2 separate regions of the Rattus norvegicus genome follow, and region 1 is linked to region 2. The links are chromatin contacts, called in public Hi-C maps. All regions are on one chromosome and are shown on one strand. The core of a region is the stretch at or near the end of the contact, and the rest is flanking DNA. Distances in the headings are between cores, read along the strand shown.

Evidence for each region. Hi-C and Micro-C count contacts between places; a contact is called where the count stands out from the background.
Region 1: a contact with region 2 is called in a Hi-C map of Schwann cells, with 2.0 times the contacts expected there. The contact joins the promoter of Kiz here to the enhancer-like site in region 2. A contact is called at or near these places in 1 of 12 Hi-C or Micro-C datasets (Schwann cells) and 1 of 1 datasets of contacts at active chromatin or transcription factors (oligodendrocytes).

The regions. Positions count from the first base shown.
Region 1 is chr3:154,729,598-154,733,563 of GRCr8, reverse strand. It overlaps Kiz (kizuna centrosomal protein), which reads right to left and starts at 2,647. Exons shown (of 14, transcript NM_001398980.1): 1 at 2,484-2,647. The coding sequence starts at 2,605.
Region 2 is chr3:154,655,668-154,660,066 of GRCr8, reverse strand. No RefSeq gene overlaps it. Among named protein-coding and RNA genes, the nearest start is that of Kiz, 73 kb to the left of the region's middle. Within about 2 kb of position 3,091, at least 10 of the 93 cell types and tissues checked have an H3K27ac peak or open chromatin away from gene starts, as enhancers often do. A contact at or near this core is called in Schwann cells, where this site is marked.

The DNA.
Region 1 (3,966 bases), core at 1,398-3,897, 74 kb before region 2:
CAAAGTTTCCAAAGTGATAAAAGCATTTCCAACTGCTGTGCAATTCACAATATTTAAGATGACCATGGACTTTCAGGAAATAGTGGTCCCTATGCTGAGACTGGATTTAATTTTTAAAATGTTATTACATTTGGTGTGTTTGTGCGTGTGTGTGTGTGTGTGTGTGTGTGTGTGTGTGTGTGTGTGTGTCCCTTGTTGAAGGTCTCATGATTTGTCATGGGCCAGAACTCACGTTCCTATGCTCTTCCTATAGCTCCCTCTCTAAAGTTACTTGCGTCTATCTTGTGTGTAGCATGCATGAGCTAGAGTTACTTACAGATTCTTAAAATGAAAAATGATCACATGCGACCACAGATTTACACTGACTTAAAAATAAAACAAATCTTCAAATGCAGGACCGTGAACAGGCCATAAAATCTGACTCCAATTTCTTATGTAATTTCAACAACCTCACCTTGCTTAATAATTAAAGCAAGAAGTGCTAAACATAAAGTGGATAATCATGACACGGTTATTGTACCAGAAGGGCCATAAACAACCAGGTGTGCTTAGGGTAAGGGGCACCATGACTCATGACTCCCGTTAAGTTAGTTCAAAAGGAATGTCATTTAAATCAGGAACGTTTTAAGATCAGATCTCTGGCTATGAAACACGAATAAGTAAAGGCCCAAGGTAACTACACCACTCTCGAACTACAATAGAAAATAAGGTAAAGGCACTGAAACTCAAGTTCTTGCTTTTAAATGATCTGGTATATGCGGAGATCTAACACCACCTTGGGTAACTGGAAAAAGGTCATTATTTAATGACAATATGAGGCCACTGCATTCTACATAAGGCATTCGGTAACACCTGGACACTAGCTGATTGACTCTTGGATTTCACACATAAATTCAAATATTTTATAAAATACCTCCACCACCACTGTATTACACAATGAGTCAGCCAAATGGTATGCTATGTGTTGATTTTTTTCCTGCCTAAAATTCTCATTGTAGGTGCACACATACACACACAGGGAGGCAGGCAGCCACACATGTGTACGCACTTGCACACACACACACACACACATACACACACACAAACACACACACCACACACACACACAGTCTCCTGCATTATCCCTGAGATTTCATTAAGCACACTGAAGGTGCAAACAGGAAGTTTTGAGAAAAGAAAAGTTCTGCAGAAAACGATTATATATATATAATATATAATATATATGTACACACACACACACACACATATATATATATATATACACACAATGTATGTGTGTGTGTGTGTGTTGGGTTTTTTTTTGGGGGGGGCGGGGGTTGGAGATAAGGCCTCACTATGCTGCCCTGGCTGGCTGACTGGAACTCCTGTATCCCAGGCTGGCCTTGAACCTGTGGTCCTCCTATCTCTGCCTCTTCAGCATAGACCACCACGGGCATATGCATAACTGGTTGGTTAGTTTTTTTCTTAAGTGAGAGATTAAGAGATCCCTAGAGTAGGCGAGCAGAACCGTGTCAGAAAGAAAACAGGATGTAGAAAGAAGATAAAACATGGAAAGAAGAGTGAAGGCCTGTGGGAGATACTTCACAAATAACTGACAAAAAATAAGTCTAGTGTAGGATGAAATTCCTTTGTAAAATCATTTACTTTACCTCACCTGCGATTACTGTTATCATCTTAGAATTGTTACAGCCCTCCTGTTTCATCTGAATGATTCTGTAACTTTAACACTCATTAAATGTTTTGTTTATCAAGAGATCCAAAAATCTATTTCCTTTCTTGTCAACTAATGAGATTTCTAAGTCCAATTAATTTGGCAGCTAAATAAGTGTTCCAACAACTTATCTTTCCATGTGTTATTTAGAGTCAATTGCTTTATACTTTTTTCCTATTTATGCATTCTTAGATCTAGCTGTTTCCAATGGTTCTCATCTTTCATGTCTTAATCAAAGGCAGTTCCAACCCTCGAAGCTGAACTCGTTGAAAAATTCGTCCCTTTACTAGAAATTTAGGCAGCCCCAGACACCTCCGAAAGACTACAGAGCGCGCGCACGTGTATACATACACACACACCCTTCCAGCCTGCGTTCCTGGACCTGTCATCTTTGATGCAGTGCGGCTGTCAAAGTAGGATGACAATTTGAAGAGGGGGAGGGGCGCGTGGGCGTGTAGGACTAGAGAGCAGACTAGAGAAATTCACAAGGCTTGATCAAGACTGGCAGGCAAAAGAACTCCCACTATCACTTCCGGCCGCATCCACAAGCTGAGGGACCTGGTTTTAGTTGCCATGAGGAATTATAGCCGCTCTGCGCCTAATCAAAAAAGGGGTATCTGTGGTAAACTTGTGCTCCCAACCCCATCTGGAGCTAGTTGGGGGTCATAGGTGAATCCCGAGCCTAGTGAACTACTGGCGGGAAATGGTTGGACGTGGTCCCTTTATGCTCTCAGTGGCGCCGCTGACTCCCTGCCCCGTCCCGCGGCCATACCTGTCCCGCAGAGCCTGCTGGAGCTGGCCCACCCTTTCGTAGTAGCTGGGGCTCGCCAAGGGCACGAATGCAGCGGGCGCCTGGCGTAGGCCACCACCGCCACCACCGCGCCTTCGCGGCATTGCCACAGGGCAGCTGGAAGGCCAGCGTTGCCTACGGAGACCGCCCCAACATGCACCGCGGGTAAACAAGGAGCCTTGCCGCCTGAAGAGGGCGGGGCGGAGGCGGGGCTCCGAGAAGGCGGAGCTAGCTGCGGTGCGGGTCAGGGAGGGGCGAAGGCAGAGGGCCCGGCTGGGTGACAGCATCCCTGGTGGTTTCCTCTACTTAGGGATGGGAAGACAAGAGAGCTGTGTCACTTTCTTCTCTGTTACAGATTTGTTTCTCTTCCCTGCTTCAGCTACAGAATCTGTCCTAACTGCATTCATTTTATCAGATGCAATTTCTTCCTAGAATTTGCAGTGAGAGACCCTGTGACAAAGTTGTTTTGATACCAACACTTAAAAGCAAAACAAAAAGCTAGAAGAAAACAAAACTTAAGAACCTCAAATATGCCGGTCAGGTCCTTGGTGGCACAGGCCCTTAATCTCAGCACTTAAGGGCAGAGGCAGTAGGATCTCTGAGTACCGAGGCCAGTTTGATTTACAGAGTGAGTTCCAGGACAACCAAGACTTCACAGAGAAACCTAGTCTCAAAAAACCAAAACCCAAAAGACAAAACAAGAATCAAACCAAACAAACAAAAACCCAAATTCTCAACAGATATATGCCATCCCACACTGGAATGGTTTTCAATGCCAGCCTTTTCAAGGGAGAAAGACTTGTGAATCAAACCATTTACTTCTGCAGTCTATTTTCCAACAAGGCCCCCACCCAGACTGCATTGGCATAGACCCGATGTCCCACAGCTCAGCTATGTGACCATACAAAAGCCTAGGTGCCTCAGAGTGAACTGGATAGGCTAGTACAGCAAGACTAACTTAAACTTAGATCATTTCAGAGGAACTAGTGGTTATAAAGGCACAGAACATAGTATCAGTTTTTATTCTTGCCTTCATCAACATGGCAAAAAGCTTCCTGAAGAACGACAACTGTATTCTAAAACCCACTTGGAAGAGGAAAACATTTAAAAAAAAATATGTTGTACACACATACTTTTAGTCACTGTGGTGTCTTATTCTAGACTCTTTTTTTTTAAGTTTCTTTTCTCAAGTCAGTAGTTTTATTTTCACGCAAAGCATCACTTAAACCAAAGCTTCTTTAATAGTGAGTCAGAACTCCATGGGGATTGTACTGTATCGGAATGGGGTGGGGACGGGGAGCTGTATGTCAAAAAGTTCAGCAACAGTAAACCATTCCTGAATGTGTAATTACCAAAACTCAATTGAAAATCAAGGCATAATGAATCCAAGCTGCTTCTGGCAGCATATGTCCGTGTCTTATATCATGACATAGCACGCTCACTATATACACTGTGAGAGTCCTTT
Region 2 (4,399 bases), core at 1,842-4,341:
TTATCTTCTGACCTCCACATATGTGCCAATGCATAGCAACTACACTCATAAACACACACACACGTACATGCATGTGCATGCACACACACACACACACATGATAAATAAAAATATAACGGGAGCAGCATAATAGTATCTTTGTATCCTTCTTTAGGAAGATATCTCTAAGATAGATGCAATAATCACGTTACAGGTTGGAGAGTTGACTCAGCCATTGAAAGCACTTAAGGACCCAGGTTCAGTTCTCAGCACCCTCATGGCTGCTCACGCCTGCTCGTAACACCCGTTCTAAGGGATCTAAAGCTTTCTTTCAGACTCTGCAGGCACTAGGCATACATATTATATACTTACATAAATTACAGCAAAACATTCATTCATAATATAAGATACAAATAAACCTTTAAAAACAGCAATCGTTTGTGTGCTGGATAGTTTTATGTCAACTTGACACATGCTAGAGTTATCTGAGAGGAGGGAACCTCAGTTGAGACAGTGCCTCTATAAGATGCAGCTGTAAGGCATTTTCTTAATTAGTGATTGATGAGGGGGGGCTCAGCCAATCTTGGGTGGTGCCATCCCCAGAATGGTAGTCCTGGGTTCTATAAGAAAGCAGGCTGAGCAAGCCATGGAGAGCAAGCCAGTAAGCAGCACCCCTTCCTGGCCTCTGCATCAGCTCCTGCCTCCAGGATCCTGTCCTGTTTGAGTTCCTGACCTGACTTCCTTCAGTGAAGAGGTGTTAGCTAAATAAATCCTTTCCTTCCCAACTTGCCTTTCAGTCATGGTGCATCATTGAAACAAAAGAAATACTAAGACATCTAGACTCTAGCAGGAGTAAGAAAATGAAAACAAATGTAACATAAAAAGTTTAAAGGATCTCTTCAGAGTCAACATCCAAACACTGTCCTTTTAGAAATAAAGGAAAGGAAAGCCAATTGAAATGAGAAACTCAGCATCAGGAGGGTGAAGGAGTTACCAAGAGGAGATGTGCCTGCCAGTTATGAGGCCAGTGAAATTTCATCCCAGAGCAAATTATGAACCAACCTGCCTCCATCTTGGCCTTGAAAGTCATCTTATAATAAACGAGATTCACTTTTGTTTATGATTAAACCTCTGTTTCTCAAAGATTGGGCTATGCCTGTAACCTAAACCACCAGTGGTTCTGTACTGCCTCTTCTCAGAAATGGCGACCAGATCCCCCATTTGGAAACCACTACCCCGAGCTATAAAGACCTTATCTTCCTCATGTCCAAAACTGTCCTCTTGCATCCTGTCTTAGGCAGAGGCAGCCCATGTACACAAATAAAAAAGCTTGCTTTAATGAATTGGCCATGCTGATTTGGGTAGGTGGTCTTTCTCTTCACGTTTTGGGAAGTTCTGAGAGCTATGAGTGGATTCATAAAGGTGACTGAGAGTCAAAAGCACATAAGACCAGAAGGCTAGAATCAGAGGAGCAACGGGTTAATGCTCTGGAACTTTCAAAAGAAAAGCGGGTTTTAGACTAAAACTATTCTTAACAGTAAAAACATCCATTAGCGAAGCTGTATTAGTAAGGGAAAAATTGTAAATTAGTGAGTGTGTGTGTGTGTGTGTGTATGTGTGTATGTGTGTTTGTGTGTGTGTGTATGTGTTTTGTATGTGTGTGTGTGTTTTGTGTATATATGCCCACATGCAACTTGCTATTTCGACAGTCCATGCATTGAGGGCAGAGGCTTAAACTGATTTTTCATTGTTAAAAACTTACAAATAGGACTCTTAATATTTTCTTTCTTGCTCACTGGATGGCCACCATGTAGGAGACTTGGGCTTATGGTTATGTCTGTGTATCTGTGTAGACAGAAGATAACCAGATGAGTGAGGGGTTCTTACCTCTGCTTTTTTCTTTTGAGGGAGTTTGTCCCTTGATGGTGGCCTCTGACTCATGATCTTCCTGCTTCTGCCTCCCGAGTGGGAAGACTACAGACATGTGCCTTTGTAAATCTGGCACTCTGCCAGTATGCCTTTCAGCGACTCGGCCACTGCAGCTTACATCATCACCCACGGACCCCCAGGTACAGCACATTCCACTGCTGCTATAAGTTGTGTGTTCTCCTATGTGACATGTGCCTCCTTTAAAAGGTCTTGTTTGCTCTCTCTGTCTCCTGATTGTTCTGTTTGCCTGGCTCTGTCTCCTTTTGTCTCTGTCTTTCTCTCATGTTCCACTCTTCAATCTCCCCACTCCTCCCAATAACCAACCGTCTTGGGTCAGTTCTGTTATATGGTGGATCTCTTAGCAGCACACCTTGGCCCCAGATCTGCCAAAGACGTCTCTTGCTGTTTTATTCTAAAGAAGCCCTATTCACCCAAAAAAGCCTGTATGAGAGGAGAGATAGTTTTCAAAATTGACACATACAATGCTGTCCTGGCACCTTTGTTTTAGATCATTCTGATTTTTAGCTACATATACATATATATATATATATATATACACACACATACATATATATATACATACATATATATATATACATATATATATATAGAAAATTCATTCTTTTGAGCAATCCATGCACAATCTGTAATATTATACCAACCACTCGTATCCATGATTAGTGACCTCAAAGGGGCAGGAGCCCTGCTCCACTGCCTCTAGCAAAGTTCTATCATTAGTGTTTGGTGCAGTATCTAACAGAGCAGCCGTGTGGGTCTTTATTGAATGACTGAATCAGAGTGAATGAACTGAATTAATTGTACAGGCTGACAGCTAGTGAACATAGAAGTCTGTCTAAGATTATGTAATAACTTCCTATGTCTGTCTGCCTGTGTATATGTATGTATTTTGTTGTGTCTCGTAGAAACATCCTTTAAAACTTCTTTGTAGGCTAAACATAACTTTCTAGCCCTTAGAAAACGACAGTATCCTCTACAATTGGCTAATTTCACTTGATGCTCGTTTGCTTGTGCGAGGTTGCCCTTCATAACTTTGCAGTTTCTAAGTAAGTGATTAAAGCAGCAGCTGAAGGCCCAGGCCTTTTCCTCCTGTGAGTCCCGAAGGCTGCAATTCAGCCTGTTGCATCCTTTCTACCAGAGTGGATGTCACTGATGGAGACTCAAGAAGTTGTCTGCCTCCTAAAGGGCTTCTTTCAAAATGAGCTGTAACCCCAAGGGTTACTCTGTGGCACAGACACTCTCTTGTTTCTTAAATTCTCCCTGTCTTCTGGAAGAAATCCCGCACACAGCATTCAGTGGAATCAGAGCGGGCTCCTTCGCCCCTCCTCCCGGAGCCTCAGCACCTGTTTGTTTAGAATTACCATGGACCCCTGTCGAGCTTTTTTCCTCTGCTGGCTTAGACTGATACAGTTGTCCCTCTGTATCCACCAACTCAAAAAAAAAAGATTCTAAAAATGTCTGTTCTGAGCACATGCAGACTTTATTCTTGTCATTGTGCCTTAACAATACAGTACAACAGCTATTTGAATGGCATTCCTACTGTACTGGGAATTACACGTAACCTCCGGATGACCTACCACACACTGGAGGATGTTCAGAGGGTCTGTGCAATGACTGCACTGTTTTTACTATTTTATTTGAAGGATTCAGCACATATGGATTTGGGTATCCAAGAGGGTCCTGGAGCTGAGCCTTGGAAGATATTAGGAGACTCCATCACATATACACTGTAGCTGAATCTAAACGGAACAAACTGACGGCTACAGGCAAGACCTTCAGGGATGATGGAATGTCTGCCGAACAGGGAAAGAATGTGTTAAAGTCTGTCTGCCTGGATTAAGGGTCTCCTGGCCTGTGAGGTCTGCCAGGAAAATTCTTTCCTTTGTCTCAGCATGCCCCCAGCTGGCAGATGGAGCTTACAATTTGTTTTCAAATATCTTGGCGGGGCTACAGGATCTGGTATTTAAAAGGAAAAGGGGTACATGAAGATTTCCCCTGCCTGCAGCACTCTGTGCAAATAATAATCGTCTGGGGGTGATCTTTGGGCTGTTGCAACACGTGAGGATTAACTATGCAAATAAAATTCCTTCTGTTTGAGAACAAGCAGTTCATTCAGGCCTGGTCTTTCTGCTGCAGGCTGAGGTCTTTTGCATTTTTTTTTTTGCATCGTTGTTTTCCCACTCTCTCCATCCATCCCCCTCCCTCCCAGGAGACAGTGTGTGTGTGTGTGTGTGTGTGTGTGTGTGTGTGTGTGTGTGTGTGTGTGTGTAAATCATGGCCAGGGTTCCACAGGCTCCTCCTCTGCTGTATTAGGGATGGTTTACTCAGTGGACCTGTCATGAATGAGAAAACTCCTCATTCTGAGTTTAAGGAATGTGGCAGATGCTGCTAGGACTTTGCCCATGCTCCCTTAACTCACCCTAGCCCGAGACAGTCCCCTTGCCTAGAAAACTTGCTTCTCTCTGTTTGAGGT